Linked DNA regions of Sus scrofa: regions 1 and 2 are each linked to region 3. A link is a contact called in public Hi-C and HiChIP or PLAC-seq data. All regions are on one chromosome and are shown on one strand. The core of a region is the stretch at or near the end of the contact, and the rest is flanking DNA. Distances in the headings are between cores, read along the strand shown.

Region 1 (3,023 bases), core at 435-2,934, 67 kb after region 3:
TGTTGCCGTGAACTGTGGTGCAGGTTGCCAACGCAGCCCTGATCTAACGTTGCTGTGGCTGTGGCTTAGGCCTGCAGCTGCAGCTTCAATTTGACCCCTAGCCTGGGAACTTCCACATGCTGTGGGTGTGGCCCTGGCGGGGGGGGGGGGGGAGAAGAAGAAGAAGAAAAATAAAAAACTGCTAATGCAACCATCCTCTTAAGCTTATCTCTCTGCTTAAATTCAATCCTGTGCCTTCCTCTTTCTCTTGGGAGAAAAAAATCCAAAAATCCTCCCCATGACCCATCAGATCTTACATTCAACCTATCAGGAAAGCCATTGGCTCTCTTTCAAAAATTTCCCAGAATCTGACTGGTTCTCATCATCATCAGTGTAGCCAATGGTGCAAAGCACCATTGTCTCTCCCACACATTTTTTTTGCGGGGGCCACGCCCACAACATGCGGAAATTTCCAGGCCAGAGATCAAACATGTGCTATAACAGCAACCTGAGCCACAGCAGTGACAGTGCCGGATTCTCAAGCCACGCTGCCACAAAACCTCCCCTGGGTTTTTGCAAGAAACTTCTCACTGCCCCTCTGCTTCCACCTCTCAAGCCCATCTGCCTCACCTTAGCCAGAATGATCACGTCTCTCCTCTGGTCTAAAGCCCCCAGCAGCTCCAGTCTCACTCAGAGCCAAAGCCAAAGGCCTTACCAAGGCCCACAGGCCCTGGGCATCAGGCCCTCTGTGCCCTCTGACATCACCTCCTCCAGTCCTTCTCTCGCCCACTTGCAGCCTCCTTGCTGCTCCTCCATCACGTCAGGCTTGCTCTGTCTTGGGGCTTTTTTTTTTTTTTTTTAGGGCCACATCTGTGGCATATGGAAGTTTCCAGGCTAGGGGTTGAATCGGAGCTGCAGCTGCTGGCCTATGCTCCAGCCACAGCAACACCAGATCCGAGCTGCGTCTGCAACCTACATCATAGCTCACAGTAACGCTGGATCCCTGACCCACTGAGCGAGACCAGGGATCGAACCTGTGTCTTCGAGGATACTATTTTAGGGTCGTCACTGCTGAGCCACCATGGGAACTCCTGTCTTGGGCCTTTGCTCTAAGGGTTTCTGTATGGAATGCTGTTCCCCCAGAAGATCATATGATTCCCTCGGCCGCCACCATCAAAGCCACTCAAGATCTCTCGTCTCTGTCTCCGCAGCCTCCCTTCTCTGAGTTCTCCCTTCAATCTGGGTCCTTTTCTCTCCTGTTTTTCCCTTGTTCCTATGGCAAGAGTTGGCTGACAAGGGCTTCTCACACTGACCCCAGATGCAAAGATGAAGCTTCCTTCCTTTGGGGATGGTGGATGGTGGTTAAGAGTGTGAGAGTTGTGGCCTTGGGTGTCATTTCTCAAGTCTTCTGAGGCAGAGCCTTGCTAGAAGTCCCACGGGCAAGCCCAGGGGAAGCTGCTCCTAGCCTGGGTCAGATCCAAGCCAGGGGACAGCAGTTGGGGACACTGCCTTGGATGCTGGGCCAGAGTGGTGAGGACTCAGACTGATGGGAAAGGTTTTGGATCTCTGGGGTTTGATTGCAGATGTTACAATATAGAAAGGATTGGTGATGTCAGTCTTACAATGACCTGAGAGGCCCTATATCCTGTACCACCCCCGCCCTACCCTGTGCCATATCTGTCTGACTTCATTTCCTCTAACTCTCCCCACCCACTCTGCAATAGTCACCCTGGCCTCCTTGTTCCTAGGCAACACAGGCATACTGCTTCCTGCCCCAGGGCCTTTGCATTTGCTGTTCTCACTGGCTGAAACACTCCTTCCTAGATATCTGCCTCACACTTTAATAAGGTATCTGGATCCTTATTCTTCTCATCATTCAGGCTTTTACTCCAAAATCACCTTCTCAGGGAGTTCCCATTGTGGCTCAGCAGGTTAAGAACCCGACATGGTGTCTTTGAGGATGCAGGTTCCATCCCTGGCCTTGATCAGTGGGTGAAGGGTCTGGCGTTGCCTCAAGCTGCAACATAGGTCGAAGGCGTGGCTTGGATCTGGTGTTGCTGTGGCTGTGGTGTAGGCTGGCAGTGCAGCTCTGATACAACCCCCTGGCCAAAGAACTTCCATCTGCTGCAGGTGTGGCCCTAAAAGGAAAAAAAAAAAAATCACCTTCTCAGTGAAGGGTTTCCTGGCCACAATCATACAATACAATACACACTCACATACCAAACTTCTTACCCCTCTGTCTCCAGACTATTTTTTTTCCTTAATATCTATCCCTAACAAATGATTGCTCTTATCTGTTGCTATTTTTCACTCCACTAGCATGTTGGCTCCATGAGAACAGAGGTTTCTGTCTGCTGTGTTCACTGCTGTATCTCCAGTATCTATTCCATGCCAGATTTTTTTTCAGCCATCATTTAATTTCCTTACTGGAAATAAATAAGATGATCTCATTTTTGCTTTAAAAAAAAAAGTGGAAGTTTCCATCAGTGGCTCCGTGGTTAATGAACCTGACTAGCAACATGAGGACACGGGTTCAATCCCTAGCCCCCCTCAGTGGGTTAAGGATCTGGCATTGCCCTGAGCTGTGGTGTAGGTCACAGACTTGGCTCGGATCCTCCGTTGCTGTGGCTGTGGTATAGGCCAGCAGCTGTAGCTCTGATTTGACCCCTAGCCTGGGAAACTCCATATGCCTTGGGTGCAGCCCTAAAAAAAGACAAAAGACCAAAAAAAAAAAAAAAAAAAAAAAAAAAAAAAGAAAGGTGTATTGACACACAGAGCACACAGTATGTTGCCTGTTGCCGCACACAGCTTGGAGAGAAAGACTGGGCGCCCCCTAGGGGTCAGTATGAGGTGGTGGCCCTCCAGGCCTCCCGGGGAGAAAGATGTCTGAGCTTTGCTCCCCTAAAGGGTCAATAGCATTTCTCTCAGGGAAGAGGGATTTCAAGTGGTTTTAACTTTTTTCATTTTTACTAAGTTGCATCTTGCGACTTTTTTACAATGACAACACAATGATTTTGTAACCAGAAAAGGTTTAATTGAAAGTG
Region 2 (3,207 bases), core at 708-3,207, 85 kb after region 3:
CCACACTTCTGATGCCACATGTGTTCAATCCTGCACCTCATCTTCCTCATCCAGTATGAGCCATCATCCAAAATAAAATAAAATATAAACTAAAACTCATGGTTGATTGACCTGATCGTGCTTCTTTTTAATTCTCCCACACCATACCCCACCATTCTCCCCCTTGCTCACTACATTCCTGCCACACTGGAATTCTTTTTGTTTTTAGAACATGCCAAGCCTTTCCGGCTTTAAGCATTGGTGTTCTCTCTACCTAGAGCTCTAGTCCCCTTGATTTCTGTTCAGCTTAAATGTCACTTTCTCAAAGACAAGTAGCAGAAAACCCAACTACAAGTGGCTTGACTAATAAAGGGATGTATTATCTTATGGAACCAGAATCCTAAATCAGGGCATCTTGTAACTTATAAAAATAAGTAGCTCAGTAACTTTACCAAAGATCCAAGTCCTTTCTGTCCTGCCATCTACCAGTCCCAGCTTGTGGACCAGCTGTCCTCACAACCTGATCCTCACATACCAGCATCTAAGGCGGGGAGTTCCTGTCGTGACTCAGTGGTTAATGAACCCGACTAGTATCCCTGAGGACTCGGGTTCGATCCCCAGCCTCTCTCAGTGGGTTAAGGATCTGGCGTTGCCATGAGCTGTGGTGTAGGTCACAGACGTGGCTTGGATCTGGCGTTGCTGTGGCTGTGGTGTAGGCCAGCAGCTGTAGCTTTGATTCAACTCTTAGCCTGGGAACCTCCATATGCTGTGGGTGTGGCCCTAAAAAGACAAAAACAAACAAAAAACACCCAAAAAACAAAAAACCATCTAAAGGTGGAAACACCCTATGTCCTAGGAACCTTTCTCAGAAGTTGCCAACAGACTTCTAACTTCTGTCAAGAACTGGGCCACATGCTCACCCATAAAACTGGTCAATGGCCAGGGTCATGGGACTATGTGGTCAATCAAGTAGAGGAGGGGAGACCCCAGAACAGCATCATGGCTCTGCAAGGATGGAGCAGGGGAAGGGCAGTTATTAGCACATCTTCCCTGGCCCATGCCATCTGTTTTTTAAAATGATTTTTATTTTTTCCATTATAGTTGGTTTACAGTGTTCTGTCAATTTTCTACTGCACAGGTGACCCAGTCACACAAATACGCATTCTTTTTTCTCACATTATTCTCCATCACGTTCTATCACAAGTGATTAGATACAGTTCCCTGTGCTATACAGCAGGATCTCATTGCTTATCCACTCCAAATGCAATAGTTTGCATCTATTAAGTCGCATGCAATCTAAAGTTGCCCCACTTTTCACAATATTTAAATACTGTAACATTAAAAATTTTTTTTTCATGGAGTTCCCGCCGTGGCGCAGTGATTAACGAATCCGACTAGGAACCATGAGGTTGCGGGTTCGGTCCCTGCCCTTGCTCAGTGGGTTAATGATCCGGCGTTGCTGTGAGCTGTGGTGTAGGTTACAGACGCGGCTCGGATCCCGCGTTGCTGTGGCTCTGGCGTAGGCTGGCGGCTACAGCTCCGATTCGACCCCTAACCTGGGAACCTCCATATGCCGCGGGAGCGGCCCAAAGAAATAGCAAAAAGACAAAAATAAATAATAAATAAATTCCCCTTTCTTGTTTAAACCCCTCACTTCTGGCCCTCTCCACCGGCCTCCCCAACCCGTCATTTCGCTTTGGCGCCATCTGGCGCCCAAAAGGGAAGTGACACGCCTGCGCTCTCCTGCCCTCAGCCCTTTGTTTCTTCCCCTAGCTGAATCTGGTACCTATACCTTTAAGATGCTTAGCAAGCCTGAACAACTCGAGGGCCGGAGCCTAGGAACGCCCGCTTGAAGTTCTCTTAGGTTGCTCCAGTCCGGGTAAGGGGCGGGCTGTAGCTAACTCCACAGAAGTAATTGGTCTTTCCTTAGGCTCCGCCCCCGTGAAGCAATCGCGAACGCCTGTGATTGGTCATGGGCTCTGGAGGCGGGGGCTCTGAGCTTGGCCCCGGGCTCTCTGGGGCAGTCCCGGCTGCAGCGCGGTGGTCAGCATGTCCGAAAGTGGGGAGACGCATGAGGACTCTGGGGGAGAGGGCTTTGCCGCCGCCGGCTCCTTCAGCTTCAGCTCGGAACCCACGCTCGAGGACATGTAAGCTGTCCTTGCCCCATCTGGGCTGGGGAGATCTCCCCCTTTCTCCTTCCTATTGCGCTCCTATTGAGGAGGATCCCTCCACGTGGTCGGGAGGAAGGCTAGCAGCTATGCTCGGGTCCCAGCGCTGCTGGCTGACCCCGGGCGAACATTCTAACCAACTGGTCTGCAAAATGGGCTTAACAAGGCACACCTGAACATTGTTACCTACTAGTTAAGAGTCCGACGCCACTACTGCCCTGCCCCTGCCTTCCAGGAGCAGGAGGTAGGATGAGGGCAAATATAGTGCTGAGAGGTGGAGATGTTTCTTTCTTGAGGAAATCTAGGAGGGCATCTTAGGGGAAGTGTCCTGGCGCTGCATTCTGTAAAATCAGTAACATTTAGATATGCAGAGATTGGAATACTCTACGTGGAGGAAACTGCAGAAGAAGCAGTAGGAAGTGGAATAATGGAAAAGAGGGAATTACTAGGTTTCAATAACTTAGGGTCTGTGTAAGGACACACACATCTCATAGATGAGGAAACCAAGTCCCCTAAAGAAGAAATGGCTTGTTCATGCCATCCAAGGAATTAGTTGCACAATCTCCTCTGATACCCATGCCCCCATTACATATTACTGAGGTACCTGCTGGGTCCCTGCATCTCCTCCCCAGTCCCCTAACCTTGGGACCTGGACTTCTACCCCTTCCTCCTATTCCAGCCGCCGCCTCCATGCCGAGTTTGCTGCTGAACGAGACTGGGACCAGTTCCATCAGCCTCGGAACCTCCTCCTGGCCTTGGTGGGAGAAGTGGGAGAACTGGCAGAGCTCTTGTGAGTAGATGAAAGGCTTTCTGGAAGAGTCTGTGTGTTGGGGAGGGGAGGGTTTATTTGACCATCAAATATCCCTGGATTCAGTTCCCCCTCCTCACAACAAAACGCTGTGCCTGTTTGCTAGAGATACAGAGATAACTTATGGGTCCCTGTCCTCTAGGGATGCCCAGTCTGCTAGGAGAGAAAAGTCTGAAACCAGCAAGGGACATCCAGGTCTAAGAAGGGATGGTGGCGATCTTCCTTTACCTGTCTCCCGTTGTGGCTCAGTGG
Region 3 (2,944 bases), core at 180-2,679:
GTAAGCCTTTACTGAGATGGCTTCTCTCCAGCGTTTCACCACTTGGGATTCTCCAAATTCTTGTTCTCATCTCTTTTTAGAAGAATAGAAGACGCCATGTTTCCTCCTAACCAGTTTCTTCCCTTCCTTTGTCTGGGAAGGCAACGAGAAAACACACTCTATAGTTCTTGCATCATCCCCATAGGAAGAATCTGGCTCATTCATTGTCAGGAACACTGCCAACTAATTTCAGTAGCAAGGGTTGGATCCTCTTAAGTTCTCTTTCCAGGGTCATTTTTTTCCTTGATTCAAAACTGCACCTACGGCAGTGCTTCTCAGGTTCTCTTCCTCTACAAGCCTCTATGCAAGTCGGACAGGCCTGCAAAGTCTTAAAGGCTGTCTTAAAGGCCACATGATTCTCTCTTGGTCCACTTCCCTTCCTGAACTCTATTACCTTCACCTGAAGGGATTCCCAAAGATCCTTGCCTCTCTGTGAGAAAAGCCAGGAACCAGAGATTAAGACTCCAGATATGGCGTTAAACTCAGGGAAGGTGGAGGGGAGAGGCAGGGTAACAGAAAAGGAAGCAGCCTTCTCTCTTTGGCAGTATCCCTCCGATGGGCCCCATCAGCACCTGGAACCTGTGGGGAGAAGGAAGGTGCTAGGAAGCAGAGTGTGGGCAGAGGCCGGGGAGGAAGGGTGTCTGTCCTCAGATCCCTCGGCTTTCGGTCTTCGGAAAGATAAAACTTAATGAGGCGTAAACGGGGGCGGGAAAAGATCTGAAAGCACAGGCCGGTCTAGAAGGGAGACGCCAGGGACCTCCCTCCTACTCCTCCCGCAGGCATTTCTGGAGCACCGGGGAGGTGGAACCGGCCTGCGCACCCCGCAACCAATAAGAAAACTGCCTCGCGTTCCCTGGCGACCATTAACTCCTAGCAGTTGGTGTAGTGGGAGGGGGCGGGATGGTGAGAGCACGAGCTCCACCGGCCAATCGCGGAGCTCGCTGAGAGGTAGGGGCGGTGTCTCTGGAAACGGAGGCGGGGTTGTTTCCTTGGCAACGGTCCTAGCCCTCACCGAGGGGGGAAGGGTGGCGATTAGGAGGAGCAGAGAGAGTAGGGGGCCGGGAGGAGTCGGGGAGGGCGCGCATGGGGTGGGGGTGTACAGTTCGAGGAGGGGTTCCCAGACTCGGGAGACTCGATGAGCCTAAGTTGGGGGGCGTCTATCCAGTTTCCCGAGGCGCGGCCAGAGCTGACCCCAAGGCCGGGGAGGGGAGGGGAGCTAGACGCCGCCCCCGCTGGCGCCGGGAAGCGTCGCTCCTTCTCGCTGACCTTGGTCTCGCTAGTTGCCTCGCCCTTGGCCACAGGCACTGAGGGACGCAGGGCCCGGAATACGGACAGATAGGCCCTCAGGCGGACGGAGACCTAGCACATAGGCACACAAACTGCCCCAGCCTTTCCTGGCGCCTGCAGGGCGCCCCGTCCTCCCCTACCTCGACGCCCGGGCCATCCAGCCCAGGGTTAATGCCAACGAGTTTCCACCTCCAGCCGCTCCTAGAGAGGCCGCGGCGCTAGCCAGCGGGGGAAACTGGCCGCGGACGGACACTTCCTGTGCGGAGGGGAGGGGGTCGGCCAGCCGCAGCCCTGCCCGGGCTGGGGGGCCAGACGGCGGGGTCTCGGGCGGGGAGCGGTATCCCGGGGCGGCAAGGCGAGTCGCGAAGCCCCTCACCTCCGAGGCCACAACGCACGAGGGCCTGAGGAGACCCCAGGGCAAGCCGAGTCCTTGTGGGTGGGGGCGGGGCCGCGGGTAGGGGAGGGGCCCGGCCGGCCGGAGAGGCCCAGGGTCAAGACGTCCGGCCTCTGGGGCCGACGCTGGGCAGCCAGGTCCCCTGGGCGGCGCTGAGCGGGCGGGCGGCGAGGGCCTGGGTCTCAGGGCACTCAGACCCGGGTCGCAGGATCGTCCGCCATCGCCGCCGCCACCGCCGCACTGGGAGCCGGCGGGGATGGAACGGGAGGCGTCGCCATGGGGCCTCGAGCCCCAGGATGTGCAAAGTCGTGACGAAATGGGGAGCCCCGAAGGGTCCCTCAAAGGTGAGGGAGGGAGCGCCCCTCCGAGGAGCGTGCCTGGGAGCGGGAGAGGGGGCTGCAGGGAGGGGAAAAGAGCCGGGGGCTTGGACACCTGGGACCTGGAGGAGGCGGGGGGCGGGGACCTGGTGTCCTGGATTTGCTGAGGGGGTGGTGGGAATTTCAGCACTTGCTCGAGGGCCAGCGACCCTGCTTGAGGAGGAGAAAAAGGCTTGTGGCAACTAGTGGTGGGACCCAGAGACCTTCCATGCCCCACACAATCTGGGTTTTCTGTAATTTTCTGATCCTGCAGGCAACATGAGTGAGAATGAGGAAGAGGAAATTTCTCAGCAAGAAGGCACTGGGGACTATGAGGTCGAAGAGATACCCTTTGGGCTTGAACCCCAGAGCCCTGGGTTTGGGTCACAAAGCCCAGAGTTTGAACCCCAAAGCCCCAGGTTTGAGCCTGAAAGCCCAGGTTTTGAGTCCCGAAGCCCTGGGTTTGTGCCCCCAAGCCCTGAATTTGCGCCCAGAAGCCCTGAATCAGATTCTCAGAGCCCCGACTTTGAATCCCAAAGCCCTGGGTACGAACCCAAGAGCCCTGGGTATGAACCCAAGAGCCCTGGATATGAACCCCGGAGCCCTGGGTATGAACCCAAGAGCCCTGGGTATGAACCTGGGAGCCCTGGATATGAATCTCAAAGCTCCAGATATGAATCCCAGAGCCCGGGGTATGAACCCCAGAATCCAGAGTTCAAAACCCAAAGCCCTGAATTTGAAGCGCAGAGTTCCAAGTTCCAGGAAGGCGCAGACATGCTTCTGAATTCTGAGGAAAAGAATCCCTTGAGCATCCCCTTGGGAGTCCACCCCTTGGACTCCTTCACCCAGGGCTTTGAGGAGCAGCCCA

Evidence for each region. Hi-C and Micro-C count contacts between places; a contact is called where the count stands out from the background. HiChIP or PLAC-seq counts read pairs in DNA pulled down with a chosen protein or histone mark.
Region 1: a contact with region 3 is called in a Hi-C map of liver, with 5 times the contacts expected there. The contact joins the enhancer-like site here to the promoter of ZNF768 in region 3. A contact is called at or near these places in 4 of 5 promoter capture datasets (fetal liver, fetal skeletal muscle and liver), 24 of 47 Hi-C or Micro-C datasets (adipose tissue, alveolar macrophages, blood and 12 more) and 2 of 2 datasets of contacts at active chromatin or transcription factors (alveolar macrophages and skeletal muscle).
Region 2: a contact with region 3 is called in an H3K27ac HiChIP or PLAC-seq map of alveolar macrophages, with 5 times the contacts expected there. The contact joins the promoter of DCTPP1 here to the promoter of ZNF768 in region 3. A contact is called at or near these places in 4 of 5 promoter capture datasets (fetal liver, fetal skeletal muscle and liver), 32 of 47 Hi-C or Micro-C datasets (adipose tissue, alveolar macrophages, blood and 15 more) and 2 of 2 datasets of contacts at active chromatin or transcription factors (alveolar macrophages and skeletal muscle).

The regions. Positions count from the first base shown.
Region 1 is chr3:17,876,442-17,879,464 of Sscrofa11.1, forward strand. No RefSeq gene overlaps it. Among named protein-coding and RNA genes, the nearest start is that of SEPHS2, 9.0 kb to the right of the region's middle. Within about 2 kb of position 1,685, at least 17 of the 83 cell types and tissues checked have an H3K27ac peak or open chromatin away from gene starts, as enhancers often do. A contact at or near this core is called in alveolar macrophages, liver and retroperitoneal adipose tissue, where this site is marked.
Region 2 is chr3:17,894,469-17,897,675 of Sscrofa11.1, forward strand. It overlaps DCTPP1 (dCTP pyrophosphatase 1), which reads left to right and starts at 1,958. Exons shown (of 3, transcript XM_003354540.4): 1 at 1,958-2,126; 2 at 2,827-2,937. The coding sequence starts at 2,029.
Region 3 is chr3:17,809,905-17,812,848 of Sscrofa11.1, forward strand. It overlaps ZNF768 (zinc finger protein 768), which reads left to right and starts at 1,430. Exons shown (of 2, transcript XM_005653012.3): 1 at 1,430-2,064; 2 at 2,351-2,944. The coding sequence starts at 1,977. It overlaps LOC102158302 (a long non-coding RNA gene), which reads right to left and starts at 1,081. Exons shown (of 2, transcript XR_002342367.1): 1 at 434-1,081; 2 at 1-132.